Regions from separate parts of the Xenopus tropicalis genome. Here region 1 is linked to region 2. A link is a contact called in public Hi-C data. All regions are on one chromosome and are shown on one strand. The core of a region is the stretch at or near the end of the contact, and the rest is flanking DNA. Distances in the headings are between cores, read along the strand shown. Region 1 has its middle 20 kb from the start of tmem128l. Region 2 holds the start of klf3 (Krueppel-like factor 3).

What was found. Hi-C and Micro-C count contacts between places; a contact is called where the count stands out from the background.
Region 1: a Hi-C map of liver shows a contact between it and region 2, with 2.1 times the contacts expected there. The contact joins the enhancer-like site here to the promoter of klf3 in region 2. A contact is called at or near these places in 2 of 5 Hi-C or Micro-C datasets (brain and liver).

The regions. Positions count from the first base shown.
Region 1 is chr1:35,717,890-35,723,464 of UCB_Xtro_10.0, forward strand. No RefSeq gene overlaps it. Among named protein-coding and RNA genes, the nearest start is that of tmem128l, 20 kb to the right of the region's middle. Within about 2 kb of position 2,607, at least 1 of the 11 cell types and tissues checked has an H3K27ac peak or open chromatin away from gene starts, as enhancers often do. A contact at or near this core is called in liver, where this site is marked.
Region 2 is chr1:35,670,815-35,676,663 of UCB_Xtro_10.0, forward strand. klf3 (Krueppel-like factor 3) reads left to right here and starts at 2,769. Exons shown (of 6, transcript XM_002938648.5): 1 at 2,769-3,045. LOC105945533 (a long non-coding RNA gene) reads right to left here and starts at 3,708. Exons shown (of 2, transcript XR_001169092.3): 1 at 3,191-3,708; 2 at 259-863.

The sequences.
Region 1 (5,575 bases), core at 1,357-3,856, 47 kb after region 2:
ACGATTTTTGCGTAAAAACGTGAGTTTTTCTGCGTCTTTACGTTTTTGCGTAAAAACGCGAGTTTTTCGGCGTCTTTACGCTTTTTGCGTAAAAACGCGAGTTTTTCGTAGCCATTACGAAAGTTGCGCAAAGTCGCGATTTTTTCGTAGCGTTTCCTTGCGCGAAACGTCGTGCCTTTTAAGTTTTAACACTACGAAAAAGGCGCGACTTTGCGCGCAAGTGTTAACGCTACAAAAAAATCGCGACTTTGCGCAACTTTCGCAAAGACGCCGAAAAACTCACGTTTTTACACAAAAATCATAAAGACGCCGAAAAACTCGCGTTTTTACGCAAAAATCGTAAGGACGCCGAAAAAATCGCAAAAAATCCGAAAAAGTTGCAAAATGTTCGTTTCCAATCGGAATTTTTCCAATTCGGATTCTAAATCGTGTCTTAGTAAATCAGCCCCTTAAGGTATGGAGATCCAAATTACAGAAAAACCTTTTATCCGGAATACCCTTGGTCCCGAGCATTCTGGATAACGGGTCCTATACCTGTATTACTATTCGGAAATGTAGGCCCAACAATGGGCCTTATTTAGCAACTCAAAGCACCTGGGCAGCGATTGATCATTTTTTATTTTTCCTGGTATTACATTGTTTATTAGCTCAATAATCTGCAATTTCAGCAGTTATCTGGTTGCTAGGGTCCAGTTTACCCTAACAACCAGGCAGTGGTTTGAATGAGAAAAAGTAGTATGAATAGGGGAGGGACTGAGTAGAATGATAAGTAATAAAAAGTAACAATAACAATAAAATCGTAGCCTCACAGAGCAATAGTTTGTAGGTTGTCATTGACCACCATATGCAAACTGGAAAAAGGCATTAGAGAAAGTCAAATAATTCAACAACACCAATCGCAAAGGTTCTGAGACTAGGGTTATTTTAACATAAAGGAAAGCAAGTAGAGCTGTTCACCTTTATTAAGGCAACCTGGGATCCTTTGATGTGAAGCTTACAATTTAGATTTGGTGTACAGGTCACGGAGAAGTAAATTTACTTACCGTATATACTCGAGTATAAGCCGAGTTTTCCAGCACGCAAAATGTGTTAAAAAAGGAATCCTCGGCTTATAGTTGAGTCAAATAGGAGAACTGCTGAATTACTTGCCCATCCGTTCCACGATCATGCACGCAGCGCGCTCCACCACCCCAGTGCGGCACCGATCATGCATGGTGGCGCGATGCATCATGCGTGCATGATCGGGCGCCGTGCGGGGGGGGGGGTTTGCGCATGATTGGCCACCGGATGTGCCAGCGCGCATAATCGGACGCCGGATGTGCTGGTAGGACAAGTAATCCAGCAGTGCTCCTATACGGCACATAGCGTTACTTAATACATAATACAGATATCAATGTCCAAAATTGAATTTGAATGGTTAAATGCTGTATGAATTGGCACAATAAGTAAGTGTTACCAGACAAATTTGCTTGTGTATAAGGCTGACTTTAGCTTAACCCACAAAGTCCAAGCAGCACGGTGTAGCAGCAACATTATCCTTGTCAATAGTGGAAGATCCAAGTAGGATATATCTGCTAGCTGACCCCTCAGTTGCCCATCAGCCATACTTGCTTGCATCATGTTCTGGCGCTTAGTTATGTCACTAGTGTCAGGTGAATTACTGAAAAAAGTTTGTTTTTTTAGGGGGGGATTGCATGCTGTACCACCTACGTTTATTAATATGGTAGTCATGTAAGCACTTGTGAGTGTCCTTTTATTAAATAATTCGATTGTTAAAACTTAGCAGTAGCGGCTGCATTTCCCACCCTAGGCTTATACTCGAGTCAATAAGTTTTTCCAGTTTTCTTAGGTAAAATTAGGTACCTCGGCTTATATTCGGATCGGCTTATACTCGAGTATATACGGTATCTTATTGACATAAGAGACCAATCATATTAGTGATGGGTATTTGCAGATCTGACTTATGTTGTATTTACTAGTACAGATACATTTAGATTTTGGATAGAGGGCAACGCTGGGAGCCACATAAAGCCTGCAGGCACTGGCATTGCTAGACCAACATGGCTCCCTGTGTGAGATTTGGTCCAAGTATTTACTTCTTGTTGACCCTAGTCACTCATGCCCCTCTACCCACTATCACTTCCACCCCTTGTATTCACTAGTTAATAACACATCAATGCTAAATTCCACAGTGGCCCCTTCATGCTGTGGCACAAAATGTCATTCTTAGGACCTAGTGCACCAATATTTTCCATCCCTCTCAGAAGGGACCCAAATCAGCTTAGAAAACTAAATGAGGCGTATGTTCCCTAACAGCTTTGTCAGTGTGTAGTTTAGGAATATCCTTTTTTTTACATAAAAAATGCCACTGCTCCATGTCCCAGCATGTCTCCCATAATCCCCTCCATGAGCAGCTCCCCACCTAGCCAGTCTCATAATGTCTAAGTCCAGCACTCCTGGGGGCACTATATTCGGACGCTGGGTGTCTATCTGTGCTGTCAATGTGACGGCAAGGGGACTGGGGTTCACTGCTGTACTTATGAAAGTGTACAATAATCTCATCTGGATAAACCAGGGCTATCCAACAAATGGCACTTCGGCTGCTGCAGTTGCATGACAAATCATTTTGTTCCTTGTATTTCTGAGCACACATTGCCACCAAGTGGCTCTCACAGTAAATGTCATTTCAAGGAATATGTGACGATACTTAAAATGTATGAAGAGAAAATACATGTACACTCAGAACACATGGGTACAAATTAAATTAAACATTTAAAGAAAAAGTAAGCCTTTAAAATAAGTTGATGTAAAACTGATGAGAGTGCTATGCTAAGCACTTCTGCAATATAAATTCATTTTTTTTTTATTCCAAGATATTAAGGGTGAAGTAGTTAAGATGAATGCATTTTGTTACAGCGCCACCTGCTGGTCACTTTCAGAACATTAACTAGTCGAGGAGAAAGAAAGAGGGTTGATCTGATATTCTTCTGGTTAGGAAAGACATTAGAAACCTCAGATAACACATTTTTCCTAAACAGAAGAACATCAGATCAAGCCTGTTTCTTTCTCCTGACAACTTCCTGACTACATCCTTGACTACTTTATGTTCTGAAAGTGACCAGCAGGTGGCGCTGTAACAAAAAGCAATAATGTCCATCAATTTCCCAGCATTTAGACGAAGAATGGGAAGTATCAGGGGTACAGACTCCGATCTGGAAAATTACATATGCATCAACTATCATGTTCCTTGTTGTTGTTTCCTACTTTTCACTTGCAAAATTAACTAAATATGTAATTTTCCAAGGCATGTCCAAAGTTTTTCATCAAGGGTCTAATATAAAATCAGAGAAATTGGGATTAATCAGTGGGACTGAGTAAACCGGAGTGGAAATGCATAACTTTATGGTGGCCCTTCAACAAATTCTCTGATTCATCAACAGATTTTAACAGATTCTAATTTCCCTTGAAATTAGAAACTCAATTTTACAAAAAATGTATATATAGGATAGATATATATATATATATATATATATATATATATATATATATATATATATATATATATATATATATATATATATATATATATATATATATATATATATATATATATATATATATATATATATATATAGGATAAGTGCAGATAGTTTGGGCGCTTGAAAAGTTAAAGAAAACATATTTAGGGCTCACAAACCTAAAGCTAATGTCACACCAGTGAAGAAACCACTAATTTGAGCCACTACCGACCCATGTGAAACTGCAGTGACAGAAATACAATCCACCTATCACTAGACACAAGGGGCGGCTTTCATTCTTGTCCTTGCAGCCTAAGATTGCTTCAAGAGTAATGACATCACTGATGCACGTGACTGCAGGTCTTGCAACAAATAGCACCATCCAACTGCTGGTATCAGCATGGTTTACTGTCAGGTTAATTCATTTTTGTTAAGTGATCTGACAGTTAGTGAAATTACTATAAAGGTGCCCATACACCTTAAGATCCGCTCACTTGGCGATGTCGCCAAGCGAGCAGATCTTCTCCCATTATCCCCCACCTACGGGTGGGCGATATCAGGAGAATCCAGGCTAATACGGTCGTTTGGCCCTGGGGTATAGGCAAAGTCGGTTCGGGGACTGCATCAAGGAGCTGATGCGGTCCCCGATCCGACTAGATTTTTTAACCTGCCTGCCTGCCCATCGGTAGTGCCCGTCGGTAGTGCCCATACACGGGCCGATTAGCTGCCGAATGTGTCTAAGGGACCAATATCGGCCCGTGTATGGGGACTTTTAGTCTTCTTCCTTAAGGGAAATGGCGAGATTTGTCACCAACGGAAAATCTGTACTACAGATGAAGCGCTGGGTATCCCAAAACTTAACTAGTTACAAACAGGATAGCCTGTGTTATCTTGTGTTATCTCATGCCATCTCCCTGCTGTGTCAGGATAAAAAAGGCCTTCTTAGGCTGTTATTCTGTTTTCAGACAGCCGCTGGTGTCTGGAGAGTTAACATGCACAGTATGGGGTCCACTTTGACACCAGGCTTCTCCTGCCTTATCTTTATGTTCTTTTTTTCTGGAATGTGGGAAGCGCTAAGAGTGATTAAGATGACCCCCTGGTAAAAGCAAATAGAGCACTAGTCTCTGCTGTGGGTAATTATACACTGGGCTGTTTCTGGGCACTGCATCAACCTAGGTGCAGACAATCACAGCCTTCATGTGCCTGTAGCTACACAGAGTGAAGATTGGGCTGAAAATGCAAAAGCAGGCATTTTCGGGGCGATCTCCACTTCCGCTGTACTCCATGTAGCTGACTTCTGCCAGCATTGCCCCCTGCGTTCTTTGACAAATCCAGTTGGTGCAACGTATATCAGGCACATAATCATATATTTTTAATACTGTAGTTTGGCATTTTTCCCTTCTCTCTTCGCACATTATGCAATTTTGTTTTCTTCAATAGTTTAACTATTAGAGCTCCCAGATCCCTGCAAAGAATGGGCCCAGACAATAAATAAGTTCAAGTAAATGTTAGTACAGTCAGCAATTATATAAATAATAGGAACAAGACTTAACAGCAGATGATAGTTTCCTAACATCCCAGGCCTTAATAATTAATATGTTAGTAATGTCACTCTCGGTACTCTATAGCAGCTATACATGTTCTATATCCCATAATAATCACCAACCATACATATCCCATAATAATCACCAACCATATATAGCCAATAATAATCTCAAACCAATATAATAAAATCACCAACCATATATATCCCATAATAATCACTAACCATATATTTCCCATAATAATCTTAAATCAATATATCCCATAATAATCACCAACCATATTTAGCCCATAATAATCTCAAACCAATATATCCCATAATAATCACTAACCTTATATAGCCCATAATTATCACTATTCATATATATCCCATAATAATCTCAAACCAATATATCCCATAATAATCACCAACCATATATAGCCCATAACAATCTCAAACCAATATATCCCATAATAATCACCAACCTTATATAGCTCATAATTATCACTATTCATATACTGTATATCCCATAATA
Region 2 (5,849 bases), core at 1,519-4,018:
TGGCATCTGGGGCAATGCATACAATGTGGAGCCTTAATATTTTTACATGAAGTAGGGCATTAAAATATATGGCTTTTTGGTTGCCATTTAACCTATAACTACTAATGCCATCTTCCTCTACTGTACCCCACTGCCACTCATTCTTCTTACTAAGTAGGGAGTATAGCACAAACACCCCTATATGGACAGTCTGGAGCCAGAGTATGAGCTATGGATGCTGAGAGCTATAGTTTTGCAAATGCAGAGTCAAAGTGTGCCTTTTTCTGATTTAAGAACTTTCTCACTGACAAAACTTACTTTATTTATGCCTATTTAACACTGTTTTTTTTGGCTAATATTATCTAACAGGGGTACATAGTTAAAAAGCAAACAACCACAGAAGGTGTAAATACTGCCCTTTTCGTAAATTGTTAGCAGGCGAAAGAGTGACCCGAAGTTCTACTGATAGTTAACCCATATGAGCATTGGGGGATTAAAAGCCCCCAACACCCCCTAGGTAAGTCCCAGAAATAGGTGTCACACTCCCAGTTACAGCAGCTGAGTATCATGATATCATGGTCAGTGGGGTGCACCACCAAGGGGTTAAGCCCAGTTATCTCAGTCAGTATGAGAGCGCATTTGAAGAATTGCAGAGTTTCAGAGCACCTCCCTTCCTTCCCCTTCAGCTCTGGGTGTTGCTGTCTCTTGTTTTTGTTGTAGTCTTTTCTAGGTGGAGTGCCTTTTAGCAGATGTGCCATGTGCACACCTCTCCCTCCCAGAAACCCCAAAAAACAAAAACCAGGTTCCTCCCAAGGCTGGGCAGCAGTGTGGTGAGCTTGTCTCTGTGCCCATCTGTACACTCAGGAAAGAGATGGCAGGAGTCTCTAAAATCAGGAGGGAAGAAAAAAAAAATAATAATTCACAGCCGTGCAGGAAATTAAAAAATTGTTCACTATCAACTCAGACGAGCCAGTCCCTTATCAGCATTGTATTAATCTGTATTTGTATTTACTGTTAGTATAAGGCTTCTCCTTGTTGTACATTGCTGGGGGCAGAGATCTACATAGCAAGTTTAATCGGCTGTATTTATCAATCAGTAATTCAGGCAGCTATATTTCTTTCATATTAAACTACACTGATGGGGAGACAAATAAACCAAATGGAGAGGTTCATACAGAGTTTATACAATTCTTGGCTGTGAAGATTTCCTGGCAAGACTGACAAGTATTGGGCTGCCAATATGGGTCAAGAGAAACAGAATTGGTGGCCAATTTCTGCTCATATATGAGTACCATCAAGTCGCTCTCAGACCAGCAATACTACATAAAAAGCTAAAAAATGAGGGCTAATAGATATTTATGTATAATTCACAAAAGCCAAGAATAATGAGTTATATATACAGTATATCGATATATAAAGCAGCTACTTACAGTATATATCTAACTTGAAGTTTTGTTATTTTCCCACGGTATATCCATATAATTTACAACAGAGGGTATATAATTTCTTATATGTATGTGGGGCCTCTCATCACTTTCAAAAAATAACTATGGGTAATGGTGCTTAAAGCACACATTGCGGGGACCTCTGCCCGGAACACCTCAAGGACTCAACCTATGACCACTAGGTGTAGGCAGTCAAAGCAACTACTGTCCCATTGCCCAGAGAAAGATATAAAACTTATTCATTCTTTAACTGAACAGAAAATGGTAAAGAATATGGATAGCATATACTTCCATTCCTCATGTGGTTTTGCATCAGGCCTTTTTTTATTTTTGTAGCCCAAACAAGTGGGGCCAAAATACCCCAAAATCACACAGCAGTGAGCTCTCATTATCCTAAAAGTGCTTTTCGAAGCTCTTGTCCAATGATTCCCCTATTACTGAACTACTAAAATACATGGTATGCAAAATGCCCCAAATCACCCGGAGTCTTTTTTCCCTACGAGCTACATCACACAGGGCATTTAAGTCTCCATGCAAGGCTCTCTTTCCAGTGGGGAAGCATACCAACAGAACCCATAACCCCTAAAAGTTTACACAGGCACATTTTCTGAGCCCAATCTGCTATCAAACAGCAGACACATGACAGATAAAAGAAACAAAACCATTCAAGGTTGCAGTATGCCCAACCGAAGATTTTATTGGTGTACAACTCACATCCCGGACTGGATATCTGCCAGCTATTATACAAAATGAAAGAAACATATATCTTTATAATTGCAAGCACACCCTATGTAAGTGATTCTAATTATAACTTGCTTTACTAGTTGTCCTAACATTCTTACATATCAGCCCCTACCCTGGCGATCCAAAGCACTGAATACATTGCTGGGTGCTCCACTTTAGGCTTCACCTCTCAGTAAGACCTTCCTACCTGTCAGTGACCAGCACCTCATCTATCCTACAAGGCAGACTCTAGAGTTAGTAATGTAATCCAATTGCCTCCCTAACGTTCCTCACACCACCCATAGAGTGTGGGAAATATAAGCTGCTTATCGGCACTGCCATGCTGCATTGGGGGGTTAAAGAGTAACTAAGAGGAAACTTTGGAGCTCAGCTTGATTCCATTTGCTGCTGGGTTGGTGAGCAGGATAGCAGCCTCCTAGACTTTAATCAGGTCTGTGGAGGAAGGGAGGAGGCAGCGGCGGCAGCAGCAGCAGCAGGGGTGAGGCTGCATGCTCTGTAAATATATATTTATGAAAGTGTCAATGTTGACTCGTCCAAAACCTCCACCCTAATCCTCCCTCCACCCATGGGGCTGGAGCTGCCCCACCCTGCCGGCTGTTGCTAGTGTGCAGCTCTGATGATTATCCCTCCCTCCCTGGCTGAGTTTCCCATCCCTTAGAGGCTTGTCCCTAACCCTGAGGCTTCAGCAGCCACACACCGGCGTCCTGCTCATGTGAGAGACACAAAGTAAAGCTGAGCCGCTGGGAGCCAGTGCCTGCTCTCACGCCGGGACCTCTGCACTTAGCGGCCCTTTCTCTGCTCACTACAGGACGAGTAATAGGAATATTTATCTGAGGATAGAGAAGATTCACTTTCTCCCCCCTCTCCCTGTATCACAGTAAGTGTCTTTCTTACAAAGTGCTGCTGTTTGTTAGTTGTAGGACCTGGAGAGTCAGGAGGTTCTACTGAAGCTGGTGGTGGGTATCTGGTAACAGGGGTGGGGGGTAATTATTGCCTGGGTCTGTTGGGGTGGGGGGAGTCACCTGGTGCTTATGGATGTGACCTCTTTCCATGCTGGATTAAGGAGACACATGACCTGCTGTTGGGAGAAGGAATCTGCCTGCTGAGTGGAGCTTAGTCTGTGCCTCTCCGGCTGGCACTAATCACCTGGCTGTCTGTGGCGGGCACGATTCCCAGGACACACTGAAGTTGCCATCAGCTGACACAGTGCTGGGTGCACATTGGTCTCTCCATGTTTCATTCCGGAGAAATGCTCTGCGGGAACAGGCTGCTTAACAAAACACTGATTGATGAGGGGCTTTAAATGAGCACACAGTGCTTGTCAGTGCCCTGGGACCCTGAGCAGCGGTGCGGCCACTGTCCCACAGGCACTCATTGTGCTCCGGCCAATACCTCACTGGCATAAAGGGCATCACTGTGTCACACTGGCACATTTTAATGGAATTTCAACCTAAAAAATGAACTATTATCATGGCGCAGCCTGCAGTAATCTAAGCAATTATTCAGTTTTTCTTTCTTTTCATTTTGGGATTTTATTTTGGAAATGACTGCCCCCAAAAAAATTATTTTGTTTAAACATTATTTTTAAACTATTATTTGTGTATTCTTTCCTTTCCTGTTTAACCTTAAATCCACCAACTGACTGCCATATATCGAAATCATTCATTACTAATATCTAGCGTTCATATTGTATGTGCCCCTCAGTACAGAGCTGGATACTCACTAGTGCTGGTATATAGGGTTAATATATTCACACCTTGTTTGTACACTTTCTTTACCTATTGGCGATGGATTATTACACTAAATTTTAGAGAACATGATGGAATCAAATTTAAATTTTTTTTTAAATAAAAGTTTCAGTAAAAATACATGAAAAACACGTCTGAATTGTTTGTTAAAATATTGTTGTTAAAATATAATCCTACGGGAATAATTTTAAATTCATTGGTGGCACAGGCATTAACCCTTGCCCTACAGCAAGTTCAGTGCTACGGGATAAGGGGTACCCCGTTGTACTTCTGTGTAGCTATTTCTAAATGGCAGCATCGAGCAGGATCCTGAAGGCTGACAGGGGTTGCTGGGAGTTGTTGTTTAACTCCGCTTGCGGTGGGTGAGCACCTCTACCGGATCATATAAATAGAAATGCTATGGGTAAATGTATAATGATCTGTGATTTCACCCCCTAAACTCCAACAATCATCATTGAATTCCAGTCAACCCCTAGTTTGTCAAGGGATTCAAGCACAGTATCCAAGGCTATTGTGATACTAATATCTACAGTCAGTATTAATGTTTGTATATATAGTTTATGTATGTGAGTGTATAGGTTGTGTGTGCTGGGTTTACTTGGAAGGGTTGAACTTGATGGACTCTGGTCTTTTTTCAACCCTATGTAACTATGTTCAGCAGCAGCTGGAATGATACTGTCTGCAAATCACATTTTTGATTGAAAGTGTTAACGAAAAAAATGTTTTTTCCCTGCGACTGTGTGTGTATTAAAAGCTATTTGTGTAATGTGTCATAGGGCAGATACACAACAGAGTACCTTGGAACTTTTATCAGCGAGCGCTAATGTGTATATATTAACATGTACATACTGATAAGCTACGATTAACCTGTGTGCACAGCTGCGTGAAACATATTTATTTAAAAAGAAAATAAAAGTGACGTACACCTATTTTTTTTCCCCTCTCATATAAAGAGAGGGATGGGGCATTTATGTCATATCAAGAAAGGGATGGGGCATTTATAGCTTGATATACTATTTTAAAGTAAATTCCATTACAGACACACAGTGTCGCTTTATGGTTATTCCTTTTGTACCTGCCAGAAAAGCAGAGAACGTACTTCACTTTTTTTTACCATTTGTGGAAGGTCCCACACAGAATGTGGTAGCAGTGCGGTTTCGCTCCTCTGATGGTGTGCTTTGAGGCTGATGTTTGCACTTGATTTTTATCACTTGACTATCTTTCCAGTTTGGAGTTGTTGTCTATTTGATGTTGTAATAACTAAAAAAAAAGCAGACTTTGCCCTCTCCCTGTCCTTCACTCATGTGGGCGAAGCTGTGCTGGGATGAGGTGTTTGTATCAGAAAGGGGGGCTACTCGGGCCCTACTGTGGGGCCCTACAGGGAAGCAGGGAAGAGATTAACTACAAACTGTGTGTTTGACTGGCATGACATGATTCCTGGGACATTTGATACCATTACCTTTTATACCAGGAAACCCAACTGCTCTGTGTAAAGTTGGTAACAAAATCTCAGATATGTTATAATGAGTGCATTTGTCTCTCCCTTTTGAGCATTTTTGGTGTGTGCCACGGCTGATTGGCCAAAAAAAAACAAAACAAAAAAAAAACAGGTTGACTGATTCGTTTCAGTGAGTGTACTGAGGCTCATCAGACTGTATCACCTTTTTGGAGAGTATTCATGGGTTCATTGAAGTGACCACTTGGAGGGACCAGTACAATTTGCCTACTGGGATCTTGGGTGCAATCCCAAATATGGTACAATTCACATGGAGTCTGAATTATCTCCATCATTATTCCCCTACTTGCTTTTATTTACTTCCACATTACAAATTATACTGGTATAGTAATTGGCTTGTGGTGTACCTGTTCACATTCTATGTGTTTATGACCATACTAGGGAAATTAAACTTTAAGTTCCACTGTACCAGGGACT